2 separate regions of the Hordeum vulgare genome follow, and region 2 is linked to region 1. The links are chromatin contacts, called in public Hi-C maps. All regions are on one chromosome and are shown on one strand. The core of a region is the stretch at or near the end of the contact, and the rest is flanking DNA. Distances in the headings are between cores, read along the strand shown. Region 1 holds the start of LOC123448064 (CBL-interacting protein kinase 15-like). Region 2 has its middle 24 kb from the start of LOC123450338.

Region 1 (3,418 bases), core at 762-3,261:
GAACCATCTCTGAAATCTATCCCCGAATTTGGATAGCCCAAACCTTATTGCGGATGTTCTGGGATGGCTTTCGGGTTGTCGAACTTGACCCTAATGGACATATTTCAAAGTGGGCAATAGAAAGGTCCACTCCTTCTCCCCTGAGTGTTTTATTCTTCCCCCGTTCGAGTTGAGCATATTTCTCTCCCGTACTCCATTTTCACAAGCTCTAAACATTAGATTGTACCCCTCCACATCCATCCTATAAGGGCAGAAAATAAGAGGAGCCCCCGATCTACATTCTCACCAAAGGAAATCGAGTTCCCTTTGGTTTCATCATTTGGCTTTACTCTTGAAGGTGGGAGACTACTAGGTGGTAGGAGTCTTCGGTGAAAGAATCAACTTGTGATTTGCATCGTCGTGTGCGACAGTTTGGAGCTCACCTCAAGGTCTACCCCCTAGTGGTTAAGAATCTCCTTTGTGGTGATATATCAGGGAGAAGGTGGGTATTTGTGGTGTTGGTTGTTCCTTTATGTAACTCTTGCCTCTCCATTTGTGGCTAACACCCCTCGAAGGGAAGGAACAATAGGATACATCTTCATCTCTATGGTCTTTGGTTAACCATAACACTGGCATGTTTACTTGTGTTATTACATTGGTCCCCTGCAAACTTCACACACACACACACACACACACACACACATATATATATGTATACAAGTTGGTTATCTCACCTTAGCAGTGTTAGGTTCACATTTCATATTTTGCAAAACCTAACTTGCTAACAATTGAAGTAAAATTTGTAGTTGACCTATTCACTGCCTCTAGGTCCATCTCAATCCTTTTAGGCCAGGGCTCGTGCTCGATCTATGCATATGGTCAACTAGCATCATAGGCGGAAACCAATGACCTCACATGTGATTGCGTAAGAACCTACACACAAGATGAGGCGTGGTAACAAGCCAACAGCCAAACATGTCATCGCGCCAGAGCACATTCCCGACGACGATGCTCATTCACTGCCTCCTCGATGTCGTTGACGTTACCGCTCATATGTGGTTGCCACATGAAATTGAAAACCAACCCCATATAAGCGACAAACGTGCAACCCCCCTCCCCCCCCCACACACACACCGCATGAGCAACATACAAAAGCGAGGATAACCACCGACCTAGTTGGTGGAACATGAGGATCTAGAGAGAGAAGGACGTCCGACTGACGTTGGCCAACGTATAAGAAAGCAAAACATAGACCAAACTTTCAGTTTTTAATAGGGAAAGCTTGAGCACGCCCAACATATAAATTAGGTTGTCCCCTTTGATTCCATCTTTGTCCGTCGGCTTCAGTTCTGATCGATGAAGGTTAGCCAACTTCATCCTTGTCAGAGAGCGTGTGAGAGTTGTGTCTCCCGACTCTGTCTAACCGGACCTGGAGCGTTATATAAGCCCTCTATGACGTTTTCTTCTCTGGGGCAACAATTTGCTATACTGATTACGGTCATCGACATCTTCAAGTCTACATCAACGAGACCATTGCTTCCACAAGCCCCTAGGTTTAAAAAAGTTTTCTTCACACAGGTACAGAAATGGCAATGGGTAACGAGCGCGCGCCGTCAATGGAAGCAAGAGAAAGAAGACTTCAATACCACCAAAGATTTGAATGTACTTTTCAATTTCTACAAGGATGTTTCATAAATATCCGCTACTTAATACTTCCTCCGTCCCAAAATAACTGTCTTAAGCTTAGTACAACTTTGTACTAGAGATAGTACAAAGTTGAGACACTTATTTTGGGACGGAGGGAGTATGACATCACGGGTCGTACGAGCATAATTCTTCCCCCCTAATCATGAAGACACAATGATACGATTTGTGCCACCCTACCAGGAATATGCCCCTCTGCGATGCGGTGCCCAGGAAACGCATCAGGGGCATCTTGGTCAAATCCACCACAAACTAGTTTCTTCTCCGCCCTTCCCCTTCCCTCCCGCGGCTCCTGCCCTGCCCTGCTCTGCTCTGCATTATATAAGAAGAGCGGCCTCCTCCTCCACAAGCACACACACCGAAACCAAACTCCAACAACTCACAGAGACAGAGAGAGAACTGCCTGGAGGTCCCGGCTTGGATCCAGAGCCTCCTCCCCTCTTGGCGCCGCCGGAAGGTACGCAAAATCCCCTCCCGTTTCTTTGATGTTCTTTGATTCCGTTTGGCCGTCGATGTAGGCATCCTTGTTGGCTAGTTTGTGCGTCTTCTTCAGTTTTGCCAAGGGTGAATCATTGGAGGAGTAATTCTTTCCGGTCTATAGAGTTTGGGTACATATGAGCCAACAAATTTTTTTGAAAGGAGAAGGCAGAGAAAATTCTGCCTTACGCATTTCAAAACAGGCCTGAGGCCTGAGTGACCGAGGTCAATTACAGGAGCCAAATTTACGGCCTTTTAATTGTCGGCGAGGCTGCTTTCGGCCGAGTACGGCGGTGCATTCATGTGGTTGGATGGATCTGGGAGTCTGCAAGTTGTTGTGCTCTTAGTTTTAGGATTGGATGGAGGAATGGCGCAATTCTCTGCAAAGTTAAACATATTTGGCCTTTTTCTTCATGAATTTGTTGACCGTGACACCGTGTTATGTTCCTACAATGTTTATAGTTTGTTAGAAATACGCACGATTTTTTTTCCCAAAGCGGTAAAGATCTAGCAAACCAGCGAGTTGCTTCTGAACTCTGACTTTTCTGCATACCTTTGTTTACACAAGTGTGCAGCCTTGATCTTAAAGTAAAATAATACTAAGAATTATACAGATACATATAAATCACCAACCGCCATGTCCCTGATGCTGTCAGATTGTTTACTCTAAAGATTATGCCAGAATCAAATTTGTTTCACCATTCTTCTTATTCTCTGGTTGTAAAACCAACCAATAAATGTTCTGTTATTTCTTGAGTAATCCATACAAGGGTATTTTTATTTTTCCATTGCGGTATCTGAAGATTTCTTTTCTTGTTTGCAGAAAACTCCAATATAAAACAAGCACTTAAAGCCTCGGGGAATGCTGAAAGATGTGCTTGCTTAGAAGACATTTCACCTGCGCGATAAAGGAGATTGCCTCTGCTCCACAAGAGCTGAGTTGTTCGACTCTTTATGCAAGCAACCATCTTGTCTGCATCATCTCTACACCATCTAGACTTCGTCGAGACAAAGACATGAGAGTGTTGTTCACTGTGGTGGATCAGGACTACCTTGGAGAGGATGGTTGAAGTGCTCCAGTCGATTTGAATTATATAGCCGCAATATAGGCTTGTGGTGTTATACAGCTAGAAGTCATGGCGAACAGAGGGAAGATTCTAATGGAGCGCTACGAGCTGGGAAGATTGTTGGGGAAGGGAACATTTGGCAAGGTGCACTTTGCGAGGAGCCTTGAGTCCAACCAAAGCGTCGCCATAAA
Region 2 (3,169 bases), core at 33-2,532, 160 kb before region 1:
GGGGCGAGATCCGCAGGCGGCGGAGCTCATGGTGGAGGGGCCTTCGATGGTGGTCAAGTCTGGTGGGCTTGCCGACATCATTGCAGGATGATGTGCGACTTAGGTGGTGTGAAGCTTGATGAAAACCATGTCTTGGCCTCGTGTCGTGACTAGTGATGGCGGAGGCTATGGCCGTCATTGACCTTTTGGAGGCATCGTTGCGTGTTCTCCCACCCCTCCTGCGCGGATCTGGCCATTTCGGTCTCTCCGGGGGAAACCTTGATCTATGATCGGACGATGACAACGCCTTGATGTCGTATTCCCGCTTGAGGGCTTCGTTTTGGGAGCTTGGCGTCGGTGAGCGGGACCGATGGACGGCGGTTGGTGGCGGGTGTGACGTCGAGACTTTTGTGGCAACGATGATGGTGGGAGCGATGTCGGCGACGCGGCAATGGTTGCGGTAGTCGGCTCTTCTTCGACGTGTTCACGGTTTTGCCTCGGTTTTCTTGTTGCTATGGAGTCGAAGCTGCGGCGGCGGGGCCCTGCGGTATACGATGACTGGCTGCAGATAGCCCGTTCGGCATCTTTGTGGTGTCAGCCCCTGGTTTTGTCCTACAGAGTTCTCCGTCAGAGTCGGAGCTGCGTTGTCTGGCCGTAGGTCAACATGTCGTCGATAAGGGTGGGCTTTGCCCTGAGCGTGTGAGTCTAGGGGAATGGGCTTGGTCCTTGTTGTATCGGTTTTTGCCCGGTTTTCCGTGATTAACTGGTCAATTCTCTTCCGCTTATTTAATAGATGAGGCAATCTTTGCCTCCGTTTAAAAAAAAGTCTCTAGTTTAATTTCCGGTTGAAAGTGGCTATTTTTATTGCTCTTTTATCTTTTGCAGGCTTGTGAGCGTCTGCCATATTTGTTTCTTTAAAGAAAATCATGTGGCTAATTTTTGTTCATGGTATCTCGGCCCCACTAGATGTTACTGAATGTGGCTGTCCTTGTGTTGGCGTCTGTTTTACTTGTCTATCCAATCCACCGCATTCGGCAAGTTGTCGATTTTTTTGGAATATCTCGGATTTGCCATCATCCATGTGGCGATGAGCATCCGAGTCATCCCTGAGCCAGAGATGGTGATCTACCCAGCAAGCCCAGAAGAAAACATCAATTTTGCCGGGCAAAGAGAAATCAGAGTATGCGGTGGCTCGGGCTCGATAGGTGGTGTGAGATGCGGATGGGCGTGGCACTGACCCATCGTGGATCAACACGTAGGAGTACATCTGAAGACATGGACATAGAGTACGTTCGTCGTGGTATTATTGCGACGCGGCGACCCACCGCGTCCAGATGCTCAATCAATTTCCTGCGCTCGCTCAACCACCACCCCTACTCATCTCCTCTCATGCATTGGGTGCTAGTGGCGGTACTGATTGCTAGCTTGCGGCTGCTATGAAAATCTGCCAAGTTTGTACTTTCTGGAGGACAGATAGATTTCTTCCTTCAGAGCATGGTTAATAGTATAGTCAATTGCGAGAATGGCGTTTTGAAGGCCGAGCTTCATGAAGGCCTTTATTTTTAAAAATTCAAATTCTAATTTTTATGGTTCAAATAATTCTAAAAAAAATGCATGTATGTAAGGATGTAACCGACATGTGTATAAAATTTCAGGTCGAAATACTTTAAAACGTGATCTGTATAAAAAAGACAAATTCATGGTCTGAAATGATGAATAGTAACATGTGTTAAACAACCTCAGATTTGTCTTTTTTGCACAGCCCTCATTTCAACGTATTTTTTTTTTGAAAATTTACACACTTGTGTATTATACCTTCATTTATCTACGTATTTTTTTCAGAATTTTTTGAAACATTAAAATACAAATTTTCACTGAATTTGAAGTTTGAATTTAAAGGCCTCCAGTGAGCTCGGGAGCCAAAAGCAATATTCGAGCCAATTGCTGGCTATAAGTCATCTTATAGCCTATTTTATAGCTAAGTTATACAATAGTTAACTATAAAAGAGTACTATTTTTATCATATATGGTACACCTTTCATTCTCACAAAGCACCTAAGAGCACGTGCTAGAGCTAGCTCTTCACGAAGAGCCCGCTTCTCTTCTCTCTCCTCTTTCTCTCTAATCCAACTCAGTAAAAATATAGTATTTTAATCCTTACAGCCTGCTGACTATACCTTATTGTACTTACTCTCAACAAGACTGTATTCTTTCTGCTTACTCTTGTTTCCTCCTCCAACCCTCGGCGGATACGGCCAACTTTTTTTTAGACTTCATCAATGAGTTTGTAGATTCACCTTTCCTTAGACTACTTACAATAAGAAGTAACATAGAGTAATAACATACATATGTTAGTCTAAGTTACTACCTTCATAGTGGATAGTAACATAGAGGTAGTAACATTGAGCCTTCCATTTATGAGCCTATAGACTCAATTTGCCTCGGTATCCGCTATATTACTCCTACTATGAGTAACATGCTAAGGCTCGTCATAGTGGGGAGTATCATATAGTAGTATCATGCATATGATACTATTGTATGATACTATCTGCATAGTGCATAGTATCATAAACTAGCATCATATAAGTTTTTATTTATTGACATGCATGACACATAGTAGCATATCATTTAACATGTTACGGTATCTACCTATGTTACTCTAATCCTCTCATTATTCTTTAATTGTCTACCACATCAGCATGTTTGCTAGTCCCAAGTACATGATACTATCTAAGTTACTCCCACTATGGCCAGCCTAAGTTACTCAATTTCTCTTTTTTCATTAATTAGTTGCCACATCATATTTTTGCTTAGCTGACATCTATGTTACTACCTATGTTACTCCCATTATGGATAGTCTTAGGCTGGCCATAACGGGAGTAATATATGTAGTATCATATACTTGAAACTAGCAAACATGCTGATGTGACAGACAATTAAAGATGTGAGAGAGGGTTAGAATAACATAGATAGTTACCGTAACATGTTAAATGCTATGTTACTACTCTCTTCATCATGGTTTAGAAGGCGTGCTTGAAAATTCTCTGGAACCTAGGTGGTTATAGATTGGCTGTGAAATGGGCTGAAAAATAGCATTCACAGTACACATGCATATAGAAATAGTACAACGAAGTAATAATTAGCTGCTAGAAGTAAATGCAATGTGCCTTAAACCTTGTTTATTGTGAAA

The links. Hi-C and Micro-C count contacts between places; a contact is called where the count stands out from the background.
Region 2: a contact with region 1 is called in a Hi-C map of leaf, with 6 times the contacts expected there. The contact joins the enhancer-like site here to the promoter of LOC123448064 in region 1. A contact is called at or near these places in 2 of 6 Hi-C or Micro-C datasets (leaf and seedling).

The regions. Positions count from the first base shown.
Region 1 is chr4H:113,544,141-113,547,558 of MorexV3_pseudomolecules_assembly, reverse strand. LOC123448064 (CBL-interacting protein kinase 15-like) reads left to right here and starts at 2,011. Exons shown (of 2, transcript XM_045124833.1): 1 at 2,011-2,140; 2 at 2,984-3,418. The coding sequence starts at 3,297.
Region 2 is chr4H:113,704,469-113,707,637 of MorexV3_pseudomolecules_assembly, reverse strand. No RefSeq gene overlaps it. Among protein-coding and RNA genes, the nearest start is that of LOC123450338, 24 kb to the right of the region's middle. Within about 2 kb of position 1,282, at least 2 of the 3 cell types and tissues checked have open chromatin away from gene starts, as enhancers often do. A contact at or near this core is called in leaf, where this site is marked.